Linked DNA regions of Gossypium arboreum: region 1 is linked to region 2. A link is a contact called in public Hi-C data. All regions are on one chromosome and are shown on one strand. The core of a region is the stretch at or near the end of the contact, and the rest is flanking DNA. Distances in the headings are between cores, read along the strand shown.

Evidence for each region. Hi-C and Micro-C count contacts between places; a contact is called where the count stands out from the background.
Region 1: a Hi-C map of leaf shows a contact between it and region 2, with 2.6 times the contacts expected there. The contact joins the promoter of LOC108475235 here to the promoter of LOC108476403 in region 2. A contact is called at or near these places in 2 of 5 Hi-C or Micro-C datasets (both in leaf).

The regions. Positions count from the first base shown.
Region 1 is chr3:39,966,117-39,971,513 of ASM2569848v2, reverse strand. LOC108475235 reads left to right here and starts at 2,665. Exons shown (of 1, transcript XM_017777215.1): 1 at 2,665-3,579. The coding sequence starts at 2,665. The coding sequence ends at 3,579.
Region 2 is chr3:39,763,364-39,768,910 of ASM2569848v2, reverse strand. LOC108476403 (aldo-keto reductase family 4 member C10-like) reads left to right here and starts at 2,377. Exons shown (of 5, transcript XM_017778617.2): 1 at 2,377-2,682; 2 at 2,984-3,069; 3 at 3,325-3,951; 4 at 5,099-5,353. The coding sequence starts at 3,394.

The sequences.
Region 1 (5,397 bases), core at 1,416-3,915, 200 kb before region 2:
CATAAAATGCATGAAAATTACAAGTTTTAATGATTTTCTCTACCTGCTCAATTTCTACTGTTTTATTGTCAAATAGCCATTAGTTTTTTGGGTTTCATTGGTTTGTTGGTTTCCTGCTGTAGTTTTTTGGTGCTTTCTTGCTAGTTCGCCCTTCTTGTTGCTCGGGGATAGAAGTTTGATGGGGGTGTTGTTCGCACTTGAGCCAAGGTGTTATAGGTTGATTCTTCTTGTTGTTTCATGTTTCATTCTTCGTTTTCTTACATGGTTCTCTCTCTTTTTGAAGCACGAGGTTGGGTGTTTAATGGTGGATGTTTTTGTAGGGTTTTAAGGATCTTTCTTTGGTATTGTTTTAGACTGGTACCGCGCTTCGTTTTCCTTTGTTTTCATGGTTTATTTTGCATCTTTCCCTGGCTGGGTATTTGCTTTCTGTCCGGAGGAGTGCTTCATTTTCTCCTTGTTCTTGACCCACTTCTTGATACGGTGTGAGAAGGATTAGGTTTCCTTCTTGTCATAAAGTTTTTTTGCTGAAATTATCGGGGTTTGGGGAACTCCGCAACTGTTAGGGAGCTAAAGCAAATGATTGCTGCTTATAAACCTAATATTATTTTCCTAAGCGAAACTAAGATGAGTGCTAATGATTTCTGTCAAGTCCAAAATAGATGCAGGATGCAGAGTGGTTTAGCAGTGAACTCAGAAGGACTCAGCGATGGTCTTACATTAATGTGGGAGGAAGGAATGGATGTTACCATTCAAAGCTTCTCTAAGTACCACATTGATTCCATGGTTCAGTTGAAAAATCAGTCTAACATCTGTGTGACATGCGAATCCAAATTTAAGAAGTAATTCATAGGAAATGCTGGAAAGGGTTGGTGGTTTGGTTAGAGAGGATTGGGTGGTTGGGGGGACTTTAATGCGATCCTGAATGAAGCTGAAAAAGACGGAGGGCGGCGGAAGGTGAAGGCATATATGGATGAGTTCAAAAACGTTCTTTCCAATTTAGCTCTAGTTGATATTAAACCTGTTAGAGGGTGGTTTACTTGGGTCAATAACAGAAGTGGGGGAAACATGATAAATGAAAGGGACAGATTTATTACCTCAGTGTCTATGATTGAGAAATACCCAATTATGACCTCTAGAGTGGTGCGGCAAACACAGTCCGATCATGATGCTCTCATATGGGACATGTGGGGTAGTAAGACTAAAGAGTACCCTAGAGAACAAAGATTAAATTTTAGATTTAAAGAATACTGGGTTATGGATGGTGAGGCTAAAAATGTTATTAGTAGTGAGTGGAATCGGGAATCTACAAATTATGTCAACAAGCTTGAGAAGATTCAGGGAGTACTTGGCCGGTGGCAGAGGGATAAATATGGGAAAATGAAGAATGATATGCGTAAGTTGGAAAGTAAAATTGATAGGGTCATCAACTCTGAAAGAAGGGATGAAAGTACGATCATACTAAGGGAGATGAGGAGCAGACTCAGCCAACTTTACGCTAGGGAAGAAAAATAATGGGCTCAAAGGTCAAGGTCTCAATGGTTAAGAGATGGGGATAGGAATACGAGATATTTTCATGCTAGGGTTACAGGTCGGTTAAAGAAAAACACTATTGAGAAGCTTAAGAATGAGGATGGGTTATGGGTGACTGACAGTAAGGATATTAGTGATGTGGCTAAAAACTACTTTTGAAGGCTTTTTCGGTCAAATGGTCAGAATGTTGAGAACCATGATATGGAGTATATTCACGAATGTGTTACTATAGAGACAAATGAGAGGCTTATGATGGACTACACGGAAAACGAAGTTCTTCAAGATATTAAACAAATGAACCCTCATAAAGCTCCTGGGATTGATGGTCTATCAGGAAGTTTTTTCAAACACCATTGGGAGATTGTTGGAAATGAAACTATTCAATTCTGTCTGGACATTCTTAATGGCAAAAAAGATATATCTGATATTAATGAGACAATGATTATATTAATTCCAAAAATTCGTGATCCATGTCAAATTACTAACTATCGACCCATTAGTTTATGTAGGTTTATTTACAAGATCGTTTCAAAGGTTCTGGCTAATCGGCTTAAAGTTGCCCTCTTGAGATGCATCAGTCAGAATCAAAGCGCGTTCGTACTAGGAAGAATGATACATGATAATATCTTAATCGCACATGAACTCTTACATTACCGGTAAAGCTCTAAAAATGGCCCAAATAAAGGGTTAGTAATCAAGATTGATATGACTAAAGCATATGACCGAGTGGAATGAGATTTTATTGAGAAAGTAATGAAGAAAATGGGGTTTGCTGAGAAGTGGATAGACAAAATTATGAGCTGCGTCCGGTCGGTAAGATACTTAGTTAAGTGTAATAATTTTTTATCGGACATTATTATTCCCAAGAGAGGTCTCCGTCAAGGGGACCCTCTATCCCCTTATTTGTTTCTATTCTGTATGGAAGCCTTGTCAAGGATGCTGATACAAGCTCAGTATAAAAAGTCTTTAAAAGGAATCAGGACTAATATTAAAGGACTCAGGGTTAATCACTTATTTTTTGCTGATGATGCCCCATTGTTTGTTAAAAATAAGAGAAGTGATATTAACTATCTTATTCATATACTGAAGGTTTTTGCTAATGTCATAGGATAAGAAATTAATTATGAGAAATCTATGGTTCTTTTTAGTTCTAATATTCCTAGAGAACAGAGACACAATTTCAGTGTAATTCTTGGCATGAAGGTGGTTGAGAAGCTGGATAACTATATTGGTCTTCCTCTTCCTATTGGAAAAAAGAAAATAGTGGCTTTCCAGGAGATTATTAACAATATGTCATGCAAATTAAACAGTTGGACCAAGAGGCTCCTTTCATTTGGTGGTAAGGAAGTCTTCATCAAAGCAGTTCTTCAGTCCATTCCAACATATGCGTTGTCGATCTTTAAGGCTCCTAGAGGTGTGCTGGACGACATACAATCAAAGCTGAGTAGAGCTTGGTGGACGGGCAAAGAAAAAGGCAGATTTTGGGCGATGGTTCCGTGGAAAACTTTGTGTCACCCGAAAGGTATGGGTGGAATTGGCATAAGGGACATCAGACTTTTCAACTTGGCTCTTCTGGGGCGGCAAGTCTGGAGGCTTGTTAGTAACAAAGACACCCTGTGTTTTAAAGTCTTATCGACTAAGTATTTCCCCGACAACAATATCTTTCATTCCAAGAAGACTGAAAAAGTGTCCTTTACACGAAATAGCATTGTGGCTACAGAAAATATCCTTAAAGATGGGTTCGGGTGGCAGGTAGGAAATGGAAATAAGATAAACATAAGGGAAGACAATTGGGGGATAGAAGGCTTAAACGGTGGAACTTTTAATATGGATATGACCGATCCGAATGATAGTAGTGTGGTTGACCTATGGATTAAGGAACAGAAAAGCTGGAACAGGGATAAAATCTATAAGATGTACTGGCAGGATTGGGGGGATAAAATTTATAACCTCCCCATTGGGAGAATTGACCATGATGATAGAATAATATGGTTTCATAATTGTATGGCTGTTACACCTCAAAGTCTACTTACTTCTGGTTGCTGTTGAAAGAGTTGGGATTTGGCCCACACAGATTTTTTTGGAAAGCACTATGGAAGCTTGATACCTTACCGAAGATATGGGTATTTACTTGGCGAGCGGGACATGAAATTCTCCCAACAAATAGTAAAATTGCTTCCATCAGACAGGGCTTTGAAAAGGGATATCCGAGATGTGGAGCCGAGACATAAACGGTGTTACATGCTTTAAAAGACTGCCCGATGTCGAGTGCAGTTCTCTCGATAGGAGGATTGTCCAAGAGCTTTATCAAAAAGAAATATGACCATTGCATTGATTGGTTGGAAGACATGATACGTGTCTTTGACAAAAGAGCTATGGCCGACTTAATGACAACATTAGGAATTGCTAGAATAATAGAAATAACAATATCTTCAGGGGAAAAGAAGAGGAGGCTCAGCTAATATAGGAAGGAGCAAGCAACCTGAACAAGGAATTTCGAACTTGTAACACGTCAAATGCTCCATTAATTTCACATAATGTCTTAGAGAAACAGTGGGTTAAACCTCCAAAGGGCTTTACTAAAATAAATTTTGATGCTACAGTTGGTGGAAACAGAATCGGGCATGGGACTATCATAAGAGATGAAGAAGGCTTTGTTTTAGGAGGCGGTGGGGGTTTTAAAGAGGGAAGGCTGTCGGTGGAAGAGGCTGAATGCATGGCCTTTGAAGAAAGCATTAAAGTGGCGCGTAAATTAAAAATAAATGGTCAAGTTCTTTTTGAGACGGACCACGTTGGGTTGGTCAATAGGCTAAGCAATATAGCCAATGACGTCACAAATATAGGCACCCAAATTAAGGAATGCACAATAGCTTTCAATTTGTTTCAATCAGCCAAGTTAATTTGGATCGTTCGGTCTTGTAATAATGTAGTCCATTTACTTTGTAAAAAATGTATAGTGAAGGCAAAAACTATTTTTTTATATGGATTATCCATCGGAAATCCACGAAGCTGTAATTTGTGATGTTACGTAATAATATGAGGTGACCCTTGTGGTCGTTTTTTGTTAAAAAAAAAAGTGAATTTCATACATACCTGAGCCACTTAGCTCATTCACATATTCTTTCTCAACTTGACTTTGCTCGATAAATCATTCGGAATCATTAAGGATACTCAAAAATCACATAAGCTCATACAATGCCATATCCCAGATATGGTCTTACATGTTATCACACATCGATGCCACTGTCCTAGACAGGGTCTTACACGTAATCGATTAACGATGCCAATATCCCAGACATGGTCTTACACGTAATTACAATACAATGTCAATGTCCCAGACATGGTCTTACACGTAATCACAATACAATGCCAATGTCCCAGACATGGTCTTACATGTAATCTCATCTCGGTAGCCTAATGTCATGACATTCGTATCCTATACTATTCCTAAGGTTCGTACGGAACTTTCGGATGTCGTAACTCTGTCAATTCTTACTCGTAATTGCTCGTTCAACATTTATAACAATTCAATTACAAATAAATTCATATAATTCAATTTAAAGACATTTATTTGCATATGAACTTACCTCGTAATCGGAATAGAAGGATCGTATCAACTATTAGATAACTTTCGATTTCTTTCGATCTAAATCCGATTTCTTTCATTCTTGATCTAAACACATTCAAAATTAACTCATTTATTCACCAAAAAATTCAATTTAGTCCACAAACACATATTTGGGCATTTTTTCACTTTAGCCCCTAAAGTTTTACATTTCTTACAATTTAGTCCCTATTTCATAAAAACACAATTTACAATAATTTCAATTAAACCCAAGCTATCCGAATTTCTATAGGATCCTTAAC
Region 2 (5,547 bases), core at 1,128-3,627:
GCTACTAGGTCTAATACTTATAAATTTTTGAATAGATTGATTTAATAAAATTCTATTATTATAATGAATATCTTTTGTCTATTATTTTTAATGATTTTTGCACGTAAAGTAAAATAAAAATAAATATTGATTGATTGGTTATCTAATGTTTAACTAATACTAAGTGTAATTACATGGACAAGTTGTAATGAGAATACACTTATATTAGTAGACAATTTAAAGATATTTTTAGTCTAATCGAAATTAAGCAAGAAGATTCAAAGACTAATATCTATCAAGTTCAAATGTGGGTGGTATTATTTTAAATATCAGAGCAGGCGGCTTCGAAAAATTTGAGACATATCAACTAGACTTTGAGCTACTTTTATACATTTAAAAAAGAAAAAAGCTTAAGGGTGTAAGAAGCCCTCAAACTTTTTCAAAAAAAGTAATTAAGTCCCTCTTTTTTTTTTTTTTGCACTCAATTGAACATTTGCACTTTTAAATTGTATCAAAAAAGCCTTCAAACTTCTTGAAAAAAAGCAATTAAGCCCCTGCCTTTTTTTTACTCAATTGAGTACTTGAACTTTCAAAGTGCATCAAAAAGACCCTCAAAATTTTTTAAAAAAGAAATTAAGCTCCTACTCTTATTAAAATTATAAATAATAAAAATAATAAATTTTAGAAAAATTATTAAATTTTAATAAAATATAAAACTTATAAATTTTAATTTTTTATAAAAATAGTAAAAAATTGTAAAATTTTATAAAAATCATAAAAATTAACGACCCTAGTTTTTTTTCAATTAAAGTCATCATGTGTTGCAACACAACGTGACATGTATGGAGAATGATAAAAATAAAAATCAATAAAGTTATAGAAAAATTATAAAATAATTCTTTAGGAATGATAATTTTATAATTTTTTACTGAAATTTATATTTCTTTACATTTTGTATAATTTTCTTATGAGTTTATAAAATTTTATAATTTTAATATTTCTATATATTTTATAACTTTTACAATTTTATATATTTTTATGTTTCTTCTAATTTTTAATATTTAAATTTTTATTAAAATTTAATAATATTTTTAGCTTTTTATTGATTTTAATTTTTATAAATTTTTTAATTTTGAATAAAAGCATGTGATTAATTGTTTTTTCTTTTTTGCAAAAGTTTGAGAGAGTTTTTTGATGTATTTTGAAAGTTAAAGTACCTAATTGAGTGTAAAAAAAAATAGATGTTTAATTGCTTTTTTTGAAAAGGTTTGAGGGCCTTTTTGATATATTTTAAAAGCTCAAATATCCAAATGAGTGAAAAAGAAAATAAGTACCTAATTATTTTTTCTTTTAAAGTTTGAGGGCTTTTTGCAAATTAAATTAAAAAAAGGGACAAACTTCAGCAATTTGGCAGCACAAATTTCCCGTTTACATTGCATGCATTAAGAAGGATTGAATTTGTGATATTCATCAGATCTATTTAGTGAACTTCTCCTTGAGCTGGTTGTTGATAGTAGGACATCATTCTTAGGGTAAACATAATAAACACAGATTTTTCTGTGTTATCGGCTAAAATCACATCAATCTGAAATATGGTTTTGGAATCAATGCAGCTTTTACAAAGGACTGGTGACTTGATGAATATAGGAGATGATAAATATTCAGAATCTGATCTGAAATGGAAAATGATATTAATTATGTATCAGATCATTTATTTGTTGGATTTGCAGCAAAAACCAAAGTTCCCATTTCACAAACATAGATGTTGAGAAAATCAAGCCATGCAATATATTCTTCTGTACTTGCCAGTCAAACTAGAGGGTAAGTTTGCGTAAAAGCGTGGTAGTTATAAAACAATTTCTCACACTTCCTTTTCACCCTAATTAATTTTTCTTCCTTTCTATTCTTGGCTGTACATATTTGGAGCTTTTCTTTGCCACTTTGTATAAAATCTATCACTGTTCTTCTGCAAATTTGTCCAATGGTTACTATCACATTCACTTAATAATTTGATGAAAAATTAAATAAAAAAACCAGAGATGGGAAACAAAACAAAAGCAGCTTTTCTGATTCCATGTTCCAGGATATGACTGCTTCTTTTGTTTTACTTATAGTAACCATTGTGTTTTTTATGTTTATATGGTTCTTACAGAGACAAAAAGGAAGAGATTCCAAATAAAGTTTGTTTGACTTGTAGGAAATGTAACTTCAACTAAACCACCATTTGGAACTTCAGAACAACATTGTGATTACTGCTGCCACCTCCCCTCCACTCTACTGTCTGTGCCGTCACCTGTCTCCATAAATGGAATGCCAACTCTTCACTTGGACCAATATCACTTACAAAACACCCTATGAGTATTTATAATTGAAGAAATCAAATAATAACTTTGTTACCCTTTTACTGGTACCAAACTGTAATCCTTAGGAGACTGTCCCAACACCCTAGTCTACCCATTTGTTAGAACTTACCAAGTCCTATCACAACGAATATTCTCACATTGAAACCAATAGATATGGCTTAAAGAGAACCAGAACAGTATCTGAAAATAAAAAAATAATAAAAGAAATTGAATTTCAATGACACAAATCAAAAGAGATACTGGGAGCAATGTCCAATGAATGTAGTTGTGATTTGTGAAGTTGGGTGCTTGGTAGGTGGTGGGTAGGATTCATTTGAGACAACCCCTTTCTTCCAGTTTGGTACATACATAGCCCTTCATTTTTCTTTTTCTTTTATATTCCTATTAAAATTTTCAACGTGATGATCTAACTCATTATTATTTTATATTTGACCTTTTGTCTTTTGTCTAAAATAGATGGACAGATTCATAAATTTGAATACCGTGTATATAAAAAATATGTTATAATTATATACACATACTCCAGGCTACAAGTAAAAGAGTGCTGTTTTATCTCTTGATGGGGGGTGGTTTAGTTTATAAGTTTATTTTGCTTCCCTGAGTTGCCATTGTTGACCTTGATCCTCTCTTTTGAAGTTCAGCTGTATCATACGCTTTTTTTCCATACGCAAAGCGGGAAAAAAGAAAAGTCCTTGGTATTTGGTGGCTGTGGTCTGAATTTTTTGAGGTTTGTTTATTACTTTTCTTTTAATATATAGTTTGATTTCGGATCAATTGTAATGGATAAACAGCAGCTGAGTTCTTTTTTAGTATTTGAAGTGAAGTCTTGGTTTTTTTAATAAAGAATGTTCTTTTAGTATTCTTGCTGATTTGGGTTGTCTAGTTTTTGAGATTTTAGTAGTGGGTTTTTGGTTTGATTTCCATATCTTACTGCAATCCTTTGAAATCGGGTTTTTTTCTCTCTGTTTGTTGGAAACTTTAGAGTTGAAATCTTGCTCCCCCCAACCCCCTTTTTTGATTCTTGGTTGGTGGGTCAAGAAAATCAAGGGAAATGAAAGGGAAAACTGGGAATTTCTTTGTGTTGAATACTGGAGCTAAAATTCCAGCCATTGGGCTAGGAACATGGCAGAGTGGAGGAGACCTCTGCGTTGATGCTGTGAAAACAGCATTGTCGGTGGGTTACCGCCATATAGATTGTGCACATCTTTATGGCAATGAGGTTGAAGTTGGGGAAGCTTTGGCTGAAGCCTTCAAGGGTTCTTTGAAAAGAGAAGATGTTTTCTTAACCTCTAAGCTTTATTGTACTATGAATTCATTAAATAAGATCGAGAATTATGTTAAGGTGTCTCTTAAGAACCTTGGGGTCTCCTACTTGGATCTTTATTTGATGCATTGGCCTGAGATCTCGGCTTTTGGAGATGCAACCGATCCTCCTTCAAAGTCAGGGAGCGAGCGTAGGCAGTTTTTGAGTCGGCTGAAGAAGGTGTGGAAGGCAATGGAAGCATTAGTTGAATCGGGTTTGGTTAGAGCTATTGGTGTAAGCAATTTCAGTGTGCCTCAGATCAAAGAACTGCTTAAATTCACAAAAATTGTACCTGCAGTTAACCAGGTTTGATAGAGATCACCTTCTTCTTCTTTTTTTCCTTAAATTTGAATTCATTCTAATTTCAGTTATTCCTGCATAAACAAGAATTGTCATTTGCTTTGATTTATTAATAACTTCACCGTGAAGTAAATTCATTACTAGTTAGAGATCCAGCCATTGAGTGTCTTCTATTTAATTTTCTTGCAGTGATTCAGTCTAATGAACATGTATGATGATATGCACCTTGGTTTGCATAAAATTACTCTCAGAATGTTTGATATATGGTATGCGAAACTCAAGGCAAACTTTTAGTACTTGATGCACAAGAATCTTTGTTTATTGTAACTGTTTGGTTATGGTTAGGAATTTCAACGATTGGTACTTACTTGATAATCACTGTAATCAAAAGTGGAAACAAACCACATCCAGCATGGATTATCTACTATCATGTGAAAGCACATAATTTTGAGCAACCCCTTGCTTGTACCTTGAGGAATGCATTTTGCTTGGGACTTGGTTTTTTGTACGCAGCATCTTACTATTAGAGTTTATATTTGCTAAACATGTAACCTTCTATATAAATTATGTAAATTTTCCTTTACATGAGTTTTATTCAACCATGTTTTTGCTTTGTGAACCAGAAATATGATTCATTTGATTGACTACGTTAGTGGCTGCTAAAGTCTCTTGTCACCTTGCATACCACTTAAAAGAAATGAAGAAAAAGCCTTTTGTAATTGATTGCCTCGAAATTTGACTGAAATAAAATGTTATTCGATTGTTTTAATTAACTTGAGAGGGAAAAAGATTATGTATTGCATGTACATGTGATTCTATATTATGCTTTTCCTTTTTTAGTAGTTTTTTTTTCTTTTCCATGACTCGATATCATCTACGCAAACTTTCATTCTTGCTATTGTTTTGCTGTTATTGAAATAGTGTTCAAATATTAGGCTCGAATCTTATGCATGCAAAATAATGCTTGTTCATCTTGTAATACTTTTCCAGTTATGAGACCTTTGTTCTTATAGTTGTCATCTTTTTTCTTTAATTTTTTTAAAGATCAGTTCACAGCAAAGTTAGTTGATTACTTTTCCTTTTCTGAAATCTGAATTCTGTATCTGGTGAAAGTCATCAGCAACATGTATGATTGATTTGACATTATTTATAGGTGGAGTTGCATCCTTTTTGGAGACAAGATGAACTGGTGAAGTTTTGCCAATCAAAAGGTATCCATGTGTCTGCTCACACACCTTTGGGAGTACCTACTTCAAGTCCCGGAGTGTCTGATAGTGGATCGGGTGGGGAAGATGAACCTGGAACTCCTCGCATTTCATTTAGGAGGTCTCGATCAGTACATGGACCAATGTTGAAATTGTCGGTTGTTGGAGAGGTAGCAGATAGGCACAAAAAGACACCCGAACAGGTATGCTAATGAATGACTTTGAAATACGCCACCGATATGTTTTTTGTAGTCAACTGCTTAAAAGTTGGCATATGAAATATTTCCCACGTGACCAACCTAGGATTAAACTTGAGCTTGCCTCACAAACTTGATAAGTTTTAAGCTTCAAAATGAACTCGTACAGAGATGAAACTTGGTAAACTTTGGTCAAGTGA